Linked DNA regions of Urocitellus parryii: region 1 is linked to region 2. Evidence: chromatin contacts called from public Hi-C data. All regions are on one chromosome and are shown on one strand. The core of a region is the stretch at or near the end of the contact, and the rest is flanking DNA. Distances in the headings are between cores, read along the strand shown.

What was found. Hi-C and Micro-C count contacts between places; a contact is called where the count stands out from the background.
Region 1: a contact with region 2 is called in a Hi-C map of muscle, with 4 times the contacts expected there. The contact joins the promoter of LOC144255457 here to the promoter of Dnajc21 in region 2. A contact is called at or near these places in 2 of 2 Hi-C or Micro-C datasets (liver and muscle).

What each region holds. Positions count from the first base shown.
Region 1 is chr1:21,906,571-21,909,337 of mUroPar1.hap1, reverse strand. It overlaps LOC144255457, which reads right to left and starts at 1,333. Exons shown (of 2, transcript XM_077800160.1): 1 at 591-1,333. The coding sequence starts at 990. Rai14 (retinoic acid induced 14) reads left to right here. Exons shown (of 17, transcript XM_026390127.2): 1 at 1-172.
Region 2 is chr1:21,669,671-21,672,370 of mUroPar1.hap1, reverse strand. It overlaps Dnajc21 (DnaJ heat shock protein family (Hsp40) member C21), which reads left to right and starts at 1,368. Exons shown (of 12, transcript XM_026390131.2): 1 at 1,368-1,602. The coding sequence starts at 1,506.

The sequences.
Region 1 (2,767 bases), core at 84-2,583, 240 kb before region 2:
CCCGCCGGCCCAGCCAGGGAGCCGCGGCGCCCACTGACCCCCGCAGCGGGAAGGAGGAGGGACGGAGGCGCAGGAAGCCGACAGGAAGCGAGCGCGGCGGCCGCGTTTTCCTGGGGAAGCCGCGGGCGGGGTGGCGCAGCCAGCAGGGCCCGGGAGCCGCCGCCTCGATGGGGTGAGTGCGCGTCGCCGAGAGTTGCGAGGCTCCCGGCGCGGGGTCCCGGCCCGCGGGGTCCCCTCCTTTGTGTCTGGAGCTGGGGCCAGGGAGGCGGCGAGGCGCGGCGGACGGCCCGGGGCTTAGCGGCTTAGCGGGCGGCAGCCAGGGTCCCGCCAGCAGCGCCCGGTCCGCGCCCGCCGCCGACTGTCCGCGGAGGACAGATGGGACCCGGGGAAGAGGAGGGTGGCGGGGATCTGGGGAGAGAGAGAGAGGGAGGACCGGCCAAGTTAGGAAAAGGGGGTCCTCCTCCTCCCGCCCCGCTCCGCCCCGCGACTCGCCGGCGGGCTGGGGCAGGGCCGAGCTCGGGTTCTGCGGAGGGAGCCGGTGGGAATGAATGACCAGACCCGGGCGCGCCCTGGCTCAGCACCCTGCCCACCTGCGTCGCCCTTCCCGGCGTCCCGCTCCCCCAGGTCCCTGCTTCGGGGCTCGACCCGCCTCCCTGCCGAACTTGGAGGAGCTGGGCAGGAGGTGTGAGCTGGGGACTCCGCGGCTCCGCGAGACCCAGGGACCGCTATTGTTCTTTTTCTGACGCCCGAGAGCCGCTCAGCTGGCCGAAGGGCGCAGAAGAGACCACTTCGAGCCTGCCACAGCCCCCTGCCCACGGCCCCCTTGTCCCTATACTCGCCGCGGATCCGAGGAGGCGGGGAGGAGGGATGCTGGAGTGAGGCAGACTCGCGGTAGCTGGGACTTTGGGAAAGAGGAGGATGTGGAGCCGCCAGAGGGGCTCCCGCCATCTCCCGCGACCCCGACCCGGGAGGGCGGCATCTTTGACTCATCTTCCTTTCGCTGCCGGCTGGGGCAGCTTGTGTCCACGGTTTAGATTTTGCAGTTTGCAGCGTTCGTTTCTTAACCCCCTTTGGGCTTCATATCCCCTTCTGGAGAAAGGGGGCCTCAAAACCTGAAGAGGCAACAGACGGGAGATGAAGATAAATGGAGCCCAGTGCGACGAGAAGGCCTGGGCAGGGGCTGTGTGTTCAGGCTTCCCTTTCTTTTCCAAGGAGCTCAGCTCGGCGCAACTTTGTTTGCAGTGCTGATGGGGGCAAATCTGCGGATTCCAGGCCGCTCAGCTCGGACCTGCGGCTTCCCTTCGCAGTAGACTCACAGGTGATTTGCCTGGGATTCCCTTCCCAGAGAGTAGAGTACCGAGCTGCCTGGGATGGGGAGGAAAAAAATAGCTTGCTCTCTGGGGAATGTGACCTTAAGGCCTAAAAGACCAGGCAAAGAGAGGAGCTGGTTTTGTCTTTCAGTAGGACTTAGCAGAAGCTCTTTAGCGCCAAGTCTCACACCTCCCTGGTTTGACTGAGTTGGAGAAAAAAGACTGAATCACAGGGAGGCTGGATTTTGATAGCTCTATCTGCGGCTTGCTCAGCCCTGTTCACTCGCGTGGCTGTGAGTTTTATTACTGATGAATATAATTCGATAATATTTTTAAAATGATAACTAACAGGTAAGATGTTTTCTTCCTTGGTATTATAAGACAATTGGTTTTATCGGAAGAAATGTATCCAGTTGTTAATGTTTTAACCAGTGTTTGCTTAAGAGATGTAAGAGAGCATGGGCTGTCACACGACTTTAATCTGTATTCACTGAAATGCTTCATTAATGAATTTATTGTAGCATTTTCCATTTTAAGTACATTCCTTAAATTTGTTTTATAGCCCTTCCTACCCCAAGCTGGGGATCAAATCCAGGGCCTTGGACATTCTAGCACTCTACTACAGAGCTACAACACATATTCCTTTTATGACTTTTTGAGAGTAGTGATGGTGGTTAAAACCAGTTGAATTTTTTTTACTCTTATCTATGAAATTGAGTAAGAAGAATGGATGCAGAGCCTTTGGAAATTCAATGGAAGAATGAATATGATATGATATATATGATATGTCCCCGCCCACTGGTACTGTACTCTGACAATGAAATTCTGTTTCCAGACTGCTGTTTCTAAATGCATCTTAGAGATAGGTACACCTACCATTCCTCTTTGCTATTTTTTGTTGCTAGGTATCAACACAGTTCCTGAGGCATGCTAAGCACATACTCTGAGCTATACCCCAAGCTTCCTGCACACCAGCCCCCATGTTTGTTTGTTTGCACAGGGGATAGAACCCAGGGGCACTTAACCACTGAGCAATGTCTTTAGCTCTTTTTTATATTTTATTTTGAGACAGGGTCTTGCTAAGTTGCTTAGGGTCTCGCTAAGTTGCTGAAGCTGGCTTTGAACTTTTGATCCTCCTTCCTCAGCCTCAGGAGCCTCTGGGATTAAAGGCATGCGCCACCGCCAGCAGCTCCCATTCTTTAAAAGTGAAGAAACTGAGATTTGGAGTTAAGGGCAATTCCCTTGGAGTGTGGTACATAACTTTTTGTTTTTTCCTTTCTTCTGAAATAAAAAGAAATCTGAAATATTTCAAACATACATCAAAAAAGAATACAGCAAGGCATTCATGTTTTACTGCCTAGGTTTAAGAGTTGCTTAATATGCCCCCTCCCTCAATAAAATAAACTGCAACTCAGTTTTTTTTTTTTTTTTTACCCATCCCTCCTCCTCTTCCTCCA
Region 2 (2,700 bases), core at 119-2,618:
CAAAAAACAAGGTGGCCATTGGTTTATTTAGGCAATTATGGATAGCCTTGGATTAAAAAAATGAGACAAACTATTCAGGATTGTTAAATACCCACATCTCAGAAAAAGGTTGATCTTAAAACAAACTAACAATTTGCCAGTTTGAAGACACCTTTTTGAGAGATGCATTGTGGAGTTCAGGTAGAATCTCCAACCTCATATTTGTAAATGATCAATTTCCATATGGAAATGTTTTTATGCCCTGAATTTTCACAATGATTTTTATGGATACCTTATCTGAGTGAACTCTGGAATGGATCATCTCCCAAATCCATGTTCATTTAGAAGTTAATCTATTATTTTCTTAAGACTGAAATTTATATTCAGGGTCATTGTCTTTAAAATTTCTAAACATTGTTATAGGCAAAAATAGGTCTCCTCTCAGAAGGGAAAAAAAAAGCAAGTGACTTCCAGATTTTGTACATGAAGGCAGATATAGTGGGAATAAAAAGAACCTCTCCACCAAATCCATTCACAGGAGGGGAAAGGTCCCATGTTTCTTCAAACCTTATTAAATTGGAATTTTTTTTTTTATAGATCTTCCATCAATGCAGAGCAGTTAGCTAGTCAGATAACCCAAACCTTGTTAATTAAAAATCATCCCATAATTGCTTTCTTAATCTAAACCAATCTGGCAAGTAGGATGAAGCCAGACAGGATTAAAGTAATGGATGGATAGATCAGCACAATTCCATGTGTATTGGTTATTTTAAATGTGTTGATGTTTTCTTCTTAAATTGTTTGATAAGCTGATTTATACAATCTTCTTTAATGTCATTTCTCATGTATATTGGTCAAAGTGAGTGGTAGCATAGGTTTTACCAAGTGGCAGCTGCCAAGAAGTGAATGTAGTCCAATGAATCCTGCCATTACATAGAGAAGGAGACTTGAGCCAACCTCTTGACTACTTGGAGCCCCATTTGCCTCATCTATTACAAAGGGGACTTAGTTGAGAAATAATCTGAACCCCATGATATTTTCGAGAATCCTTCCCATACCAACCTTGTCTCCCTCCCGCCTCAGCCCTCAAGCGGGCTGTTGTCCAGCCAGTGTCACTCACCGACTGCGGTTTGTGCCGCTCACAATGACACCCGCCGTGGCCCCGCCCACTGCCCGGAGGCCCCGCCTCCCACTCCTTCAGAGCCCCTGCGAAGCCCCGCCTCCCTCCCCGCGGCTCTTCCCGGAATAGAGCCCAGCCCCCGCCCATGCGGAGCCGCGGCCGCCGGCGCCGCCCCCTCTGCGCGCCCGCGTGCCGCAGCCCGCGTCGCCTACCGCCGCCGCGTGCCTCCGCTGCCCCGCGCCGCTGCCGCCGCCGCCGCCACGCTCGCTGGCTGGCCGGGTGCGGGCGCCGGGCTCCCGCCGGAGGAGAGGACAACCAGCGCCGCCGCCGCCGCTCGGGTCCGGGCCCGGGTCCCGGCCCCGGCCCCGTCCCGGGCCCCGGCCACAACCCCTTGCCGGGCCCGGCCATGAAGTGTCACTACGAGGCGCTGGGGGTGCGGCGCGACGCCAGTGAGGAGGAGCTCAAGAAGGCCTATCGGAAGCTGGCCCTGAAATGGCACCCGGGTAGGTTACCGCCCCGCAACCGCCGCGGCGCTGGGAAAAGCCCGGGCGACCTTTCTCACCCCGTCCCGCGTGACACCGGGAGGCTGGCGGGCGCGACCTACCTGCTGCTGGGCCAGGTGGCAGCGCGCAGTCTGCCCATCCTGCGGTGGACGCCCCTCTCCTTCCCGCATTGCCCGTGTTTGGGAAGCCCACACTCTGGCGACTTCACCTGCCCTCTCGCAGGTTCTGCTCAGAACCTCTGGGTTCTGCCCTGCCCTGGAAGGAGTCGGCCTGGCAAGCCTCCGCCCTGCCGGTCCTGCTGGCCCAGCCTCCGGCGATCCTCCCTCAGCTGCCCTGAACTCGGCTGGGGAACCCCAGCTGCTTAGAGCTCACCTAGGGCTCCTTTCTTCCTGAAGTGAAGACCAGGGAGCCAGTAGGGTGTCTTAGAAAGGGATGCCTGTGTTTTTTCTTTTAGTGGGCTGCTTAAACACACCCTGTGAATTGGACATTTGTCTTCAGATGAAGAGTTCTAATCAGGTGTCTTCCATAATGAAGTTTTTGTATGTTCACTTTGACATGCGCCTTCTTTGGATATTTTGTTTGTATCCAGGCCTGTGCGACTTTTCTGAAGTAATCTGATCTTCCAGACTGGGTCACTAAGACCATAGTTGAATCTCCGCTTTTGGGGAGTTTTAATAAGAGGCTTTTATTTTAACCATTAATTAATAAACAGACTTTCCAATATATGCAAGTCACCGCACTGTGTAACACGTAGATTATGAAATGCCACGGCAGGAATTTCACAGTCTAGTTGGGAAAACATTCCTCACACACATTAAGAGTTAACTACAAGTGCAAAGAAAAAATAGCACAACATAAGTAACAGAAAAACTAGTAAATGCCCAGAAACTCAAGGAAGGAGTTATCACTATGTACTGATAGATGCTGAGGTTTTCCCTCTTTATAGAAACTTGGATTGGGTCCTGGAAGAATGGAATGAATGTGGAAAAATGAACTAACAAGGATGGGAAGAACTTTGGTGGTGGGCAAAAGATCTTCCAGCAAGGGGTTTAGCAAAGGCAGTGTTTATAGAAAGAAGGAAAAATAAGGATTGGTAAG